2 separate regions of the Pan troglodytes genome follow, and region 2 is linked to region 1. Evidence: chromatin contacts called from public HiChIP or PLAC-seq data. All regions are on one chromosome and are shown on one strand. Each heading gives the region's core, a stretch centred on a gene start, on an enhancer-like site or on the middle of the called end of the contact. The rest is flanking DNA. Distances are from core to core; before and after follow the strand shown. Region 1 holds the start of TSPAN31 (tetraspanin 31). Region 2 holds the start of INHBE (inhibin subunit beta E).

The links. HiChIP or PLAC-seq counts read pairs in DNA pulled down with a chosen protein or histone mark.
Region 2: a contact with region 1 is called in an H3K4me3 HiChIP or PLAC-seq map of stem cell-derived excitatory neurons, with 4 times the contacts expected there. The contact joins the promoter of INHBE here to the promoter of TSPAN31 in region 1. A contact is called at or near these places in 1 of 7 Hi-C or Micro-C datasets (stem cell-derived neural progenitor cells) and 1 of 1 datasets of contacts at active chromatin or transcription factors (stem cell-derived excitatory neurons).

Annotation. Positions count from the first base shown.
Region 1 is chr10:38,292,556-38,295,748 of NHGRI_mPanTro3-v2.0_pri, reverse strand. It overlaps TSPAN31 (tetraspanin 31), which reads left to right and starts at 1,568. Exons shown (of 6, transcript XM_009425033.5): 1 at 1,568-1,650. All of the region lies in intron 1 of AGAP2 (ArfGAP with GTPase domain, ankyrin repeat and PH domain 2), which reads right to left.
Region 2 is chr10:38,575,170-38,578,362 of NHGRI_mPanTro3-v2.0_pri, reverse strand. INHBE (inhibin subunit beta E) reads left to right here and starts at 1,621. Exons shown (of 2, transcript XM_509161.8): 1 at 1,621-2,781; 2 at 3,041-3,193. The coding sequence starts at 2,484.

The sequences.
Region 1 (3,193 bases), core at 319-2,818:
TACCGCCCAATCCGCCTTCACCGCACGAAAAACATCACTAGCCTGCTCTCAGCCCAGGGGACGACTAGTCCCTGGCGAGAAGCTGCCTGCAAGGTCACTGTCATGCCACCTGCCCCAAGTGCTCAGGGGAAACTGAGGCTTCCTCATCCCCTTCACCTTCAACGTCGCTCTAAACACGGCAAAGCCCCGTTTCCATGCTCCCAGAGTTCAGCTGAGGCTGGAAGTGGGGTCCTGGGCTTCTCTGGGAGCAATTTTCTAGTCACTCTGATCAAGGACATTATTTTCCCAGAAAGCTCTGAGGCTGAGTCCCTCTGAAATCAAGTCCTTTCTCCTGTCGCACAATGCAGCTACTCGCTCCGCTTCAGGACTCCTATTCTTTGCCCCAATCCTTGGCAGAGGAGTGAGCTTGGTTCATCCGCCCACCCCAGAGAAAAGCTTCCCTAGTTTCCTGGACCTCGCTCCTCCACCCCAAGCTGAGCATTCCAGGTACCCTTCCCTCCCTGTTCTCAAGCCCTGACTCAACTCACTAGGGGAAGCGCGGAGCTCGGCGCCCAGCAGCTCCCTGGACCCGCTGCCAGAAGACAGGCTGGGGGGTCCGGGAAGGGGCCCGGAGCCAGGAGGCCCTCCTGTGCTCTTGGTGAAGATGCCGCTGATAAACTTGAGCATCTTGCGGTCACGAGTGGATGCTCGGCCCCCCTCCCGGCCCCGTTTCAGCCCCGGAGCTGGAGGCTCCAGAGTGATTGGAGGTGCAGGCCCGGGGGGCTGCGCGGAAGCAGCGGTGACAGCAGTGGCTGGACTCGGAGTTGGTGGGAGGGTTAGCGGAGGAGGAGAGCCGGCAGGCGGTCCCGGATGCAAGTCACTGTTGTCCAAGGTCTTACTCTTGCCTTTCCGAGGGGACAACTTCCCTCGGGCTCCAGCCCCAGCCCCGACCCCACCAGAGGTCGAAGCTGTAGCGCCCCCTCCCCCGGCGGCGGCAGCGGTGGCGGCGGCAGAGACCGAAGCTCCAGTCCCAGCGCTGCTCTTTGACCCCTTGACCCTGGGCTTGCCCTCGCTTTCGGGCCATGACAGGCGGCTACCCGCGCCCTTGCCCCCGCCGGCTTTGGCTCCACTCGTGGTCACGGTCTTGCAAGGCTTGGGAGCCGGCGGAGGAGGCGCCACCTTGAGCCTCCGGCTGCCAGTGCCAGGGTGCGGAGAGGATGAGCCAGGGATGCCGCCGCCCGCCCGGCCTTCGGGCTCCGGGCCGCCCCAGCTCGGGCTGCTGAGTAGGGGGCGCCGGGAGGAGGTGGGGGCGCCCCCAGGCTTGGGGTCGGGGCTCAGTCCCCCGGAGAGCGGGGGTCCCGGAGGGACGGCCCAGAGGGAGAGGCGGCGGCCGGGAGCGGGGGAGACTGGGCGGGCCGGACTGGCCGGAGCCGGGGACAGGGCTGGGGGCTCCGCGCCCCCGGTGCCCGCGCTGCTCGTGCTGATCCACAGCGCATCCTGCCGGTGGAAGAGACGTTCGTGCCGCTTCTTGCCCGGCTCCTCCGCGCCTCGGGGGCTGCCAGGATCCCCAGTCTCGGAGCCTCTGGCACCGGCGGCGCCGGCCGCGGCCGCAGACGGAGAAGGCGGCGGCGGAGGCACCGACTCGAGCTTAACCAGGGTCAGCGAGATGAGGTAGGTCGTTGTCCGGCGCTGAAGCGCGCCCGCGCCCCGGCTCATGGGGCCCGGAGACCCCCGAGCTGGGGAGGGGAGGGGACTCCCCCGGACTGCCTCAGGGGGGCCCGGCCATGGGGCCGCCCTGCTCGCTGCCCCCAGCCCCCGGACCCCGCTGAGCCCCCGGCCCGGCTCCGCTGTCGCCGCCGCCTCCGCCGCCTCCGCTTGCGCCCCCCTCCCATCACATGGGGCGCCCCCTCCCCATGCTCCCCGCCCTGCGCCCCCACCCTCTTGGAGCCCCGGGACCTTGGTGCTGCTCCAGGGAGGCGCGCCGGACCGTCCACCCCGGCCTGGGTGGGGGCGCTGAGATGGGTGGGGGAGGGAGGGGAGGACAGTAGTGGGGGCAAATGGGGGAGAGAGAGGAAAAGGGAGCAGAAAAGGGGAGCGGAGGCTAGGGGAAACGAACCTGTGCGGGGGAGGCAGGGGCGGGGAATTGGGACTCAAGGGACAGGAGCCGCGGATGCGGTCGGAAAGAGGGTCTAGAGGAGGGTGGGAAGCTAGTGGGGCTGGCCGTGCGGGGGATTCGCAGGGGCGCGGGGAGGATGCTGGGGATGGAGATACAGGAGGCGGCGGGGGAGGAAAGAGGGAACGGGAGGTGGGTGGGAACCCACGGGTCTGGGGTCTGGGAGGGGAGGGGCGTGAGATCCGGGCGAAGAGTCCGGGGGCCTCGCCTGGGCTCGGCTTGGTCCGGATGCGCGCTGTGTCCGGGCGCTCCCCTCACATTGAGGAGGAGGCGGCCCCCAGGCCCCCCCACCCTATCTCCCCCCCACCTTTTCTCCACCAGCACCGATGTCTGCGAGGGCGGTGCAAAATCCAGGGCTGGATTTCTCTCCCAAATCCTGGGCTGGATTTCCTGGGACTTGGACTCACCTCCTCCAACAACCTAGCCCCCTCCTCTCGCGCACCAAGGTTAGGAAGCGCGATTGTGAGGTATGGCATTTAGGGATAAGGGTGAAAATCGATCTATTGGGTGGACAGGGGCCGCGGTAAACAGAGCAAACCCAGGGTCACTGCCAATTCTGGGGAAGATGAAGTGGGAAAGTGGGGGCCCTGAAATCCCTTCCCCCAGGATCTCTTGTCTCCCCCAGGTACCTGGAAGGTTCCCGTTCTCATGACCCAGCTCCCTTTCCCACTCACACCACCACATTTAATACTTTGACGAGGCCAAGACTTGAGCTCGACTGTCCCAAAGTGAACTTGGAAAATGTTCCCCAGGGATGGGGACAAACATGGAACTTAGCAGGGTAGGAGAGAAGGGAGAGATCTGAGTGCTGGAGGAGCCCAGGCCACAGGGTAAGTCAAAGGCTCCAGCTCTAGGAGGAGGGAGAAGGATGTGTCTTAGACTGATACCCCCCCATGCCAAAATGCATCCAGTCTCCATAGCAACCGTAGCTCCAAGAGTGCCTCAGAAACAGCGGGCAGAAGCAGAGAGGAATCCGTGTGTATGGTGGGTAGGGGACCAACCGGGGGATGCTGAATTAGTGGAGGCACTGCCCTGACACCT
Region 2 (3,193 bases), core at 372-2,871, 280 kb before region 1:
GCTGTCCAGAGGCGCGGCACTGCCACATGGTGGACACTGGTGGTACTGAGGTCCAGCCTTCCAATTAGGAACCCTGTCGCCTAGATCTAATAGTCTCTCTTGACAGCCCCCATCATCTAAACAGAGGGGAGATGAGCAAAGTGGAGTAAAGACACATTTCCAAATCACACCCACTTCCCCCACAGCTTTCTCCCCATCAAGCTTCTTGGAGAAATTGGGGCATAAGGAGAAAAGCTAGCATGAGGCCCACCTTCATGAATTCAAGGTGGAGGGGTCTGGGTCCTCCCCCATTTAAAGCCAGTGAGGACTGGGTGTGGTGGCTCATGTCTATAATCCTAGCGCCTTGGGAGGCTGAGGTGAGAGGATCGCTTGAGCCCAGGAGCTTGAGACCACCCTGGGCAACACAGCAAGACCCTGTCTCTACAAAAGAATAAAAAATAAATTAGCCTGTGTGGTGTGGTGTGGTGTGGTTGGTGTGGTGGCACGGACCTGTAGACTTAGCTACTCTGGAAGCTGAGGTGGAAGAGTCTCTTAACCCAGGAGGTCGAGGCTGCAGTGAGCTGTGATCAGGCCACCACACTCCAGCCTGGATGACAGAGTGAGACCCTGTCTCAAAAACATAAAAAATAAAATAAAAAATAGGTCAGGTGCGGTGGCTCATGCCTGTAATCCCAGCACTTTGGGAGGCCGAGGCGGGCAGATCATGAGGTCGGGAGATGGAGACCATCCTGGCTAACACAGTGAAACCCCGTCTCTACTAAAAATACAAAAAACTAGCCGGGCGTGGTGGCGGGCACCTGTAGTCCCAGCGACTCGGGAGGCTGAGGCAGAAGAATGGTGTGAACCCGGGAGGTGGAGCTTGCAGTGAGCCGAGATTGTGCCACTGCACTCCAGCCTGGGCGACAGAGCGAGACTCAGCCTCAAAAAATAAAATAAAATAAAATAAAATAAAATAAAATAAAGACAGTGAGAAAATGTGGTCAGGAGGGCTGAGACTGGGAACCAAGACTGCTGTATTTGCCTTGCTTTGTTGTCAAAAGCTCTTAGAGCTCCCATTTTCTACCCCCATTAACAGGCCTGAAGGGTGGTGCGGTGGCTCACGCCTGTAACCTCAGCACTTTAGGAGGCTGAGGCAAGTGGATTGCTTGAGCCCAGGAGTTCAAGACCAGCCTGGGCAACATAGCGAGACCCTGTCTCTGTGGGAAATTTAAAAATTAGCCAGGTGTGGTGGTGCGCACCTGTAGTCCCAACTACTAAGGAGGCTGAGGCAGAAGGATTGTCTGAGCCCAGGAATTCAAGGCTGCAGTGAGCTATGATTGTGCCACTACACTCCAGCCTGAACAACAGATTGAGACCTTACCTCAGTAAAATAAAATAAAATTTAAATTTTAAAAATTTAAGAAAAAAAGGAGGCCTGGCACTACTTCTAGGATGCCCCAAATTTAGGCAACTCTCACAGTCCCTTGAAAGAGAAGTGGCAGCTGGGTATAGGCCCTCCCAAGTGTCATGCCCCCTGACAGTCCTGATGGACTCTGCCCTGTGTAAGATTGCATCACCACCACCACCACCTCTCTGGGCTTCCCCAGACATCACAGGAACACGTTCCCTGCCCCAACCCCCGCCGGCTCTGGCCCTCCTCCACATCATGCTCCACATCATGCTCCAGGCCAACTGGACTCTGGGCGGCCAGCACAGGCAGGGTCAGGGGGTGACTTCTGTGCCTCGTGGCACTGCCACCTGGGCCTGAGCAAGAGGGCTCCATTCTCCTACCTGCCCAAACCCTCATCCCTGTCCTAGCCCCAATGCTAGAAATAAAGAGACCAGAATTTTCCTTCTGGCCTAAGGGCCCCAGAGAAATACCCACTGGAACTCACAGCTGCCTCATGGAAACTGCTGCAGCAGTGGTGAAGCTAGAAAGACTAGAGGTATGAGGGAAAATTGCCCTTCCCCACCTGGCTCATAAGGCGTTCCCTCCCCCAAGTCCCAGACCTTGGGGACTGAGCATGTGAAATCATCCTCTTTCTTGCATCATGCGTGTCCACATTGCATCCCCCCACCCCCATACCCCTACTTCAGGCCCAGTCACCATGGCCAGATGGTGAAACCTGAGCTGGTGGGGAGGAGGACCTCCACCCCCTGCAGGGGCCTGATGGGCAGCACAGCTGGCCAATCCTGGGACTCAGAGGGTAGGTCGGCTGGCTGACCACTAGGTTTGGAAGCCCCAGGCAGCTGGCTCTAAAGAGGCCCCAGGTCAGTAGCCAGACATGAGCTGTGAGGGTCAAGCACAGCTATCCATCAGATGATCTACTTTCAGCCTTCCTGAGTCCCAGACAATAGAAGACAGGTGGCTGTACCCTTGGCCAAGGGTAGGTGTGGCAGTGGTGTCTGCTGTCACTGCGCCCTCATTGGCCCCCAGCAATCAGACTCAACAGACGGAGCAACTGCCGTCCGAGGCTCCTGAACCAGGGCCATTCACCAGGAGCATGCGGCTCCCTGATGTCCAGCTCTGGCTGGTGCTGCTGTGGGCACTGGTGCGAGCACAGGGGACAGGGTCTGTGTGTCCCTCCTGTGGGGGCTCCAAACTGGCACCCCAAGCAGAACGAGCTCTGGTGCTGGAGCTAGCCAAGCAGCAAATCCTGGATGGGTTGCACCTGACCAGTCGTCCCAGAATAACTCATCCTCCACCCCAGGCAGCGCTGACCAGAGCCCTCCGGAGACTACAGCCAGGGAGTGTGGCTCCAGGGAATGGGGAGGAGGTCATCAGCTTTGCTACTGTCACAGGTGGGTGAGGGAGAGAGCAACAGGCAAAGAGCAGACAGGGAAAGGGAGGCAGAAGGGGAGCCTGGCAGGAGCAGCAGAGGGAGTGGGGTGTGGCAGGAGAAGGAGGAGCTGGGGCAGGGACTGGTTGCAGAGGACACAAAACAGTCTCTACTTTTTTAGAGGTAGGTTCGAGGGAGAGCAGTGGGCAGGGCTTGGGGAGTCTCAGAGGAGAGCTTCATCTCTGCTCACATTTTCTTTCCCTTTTCTGTCTTTCGGGCAGACTCCACTTCAGCCTACAGCTCCCTGCTCACTTTTCACCTGTCCACTCCTCGGTCCCACCACCTGTACCATGCCCGCCTGTGGCTGCACGTGCTCCCCACCCTTCCTGGCACTCTTTGCTTGAGGATCTTCCGATGGGGACCAAGGAGGAGGC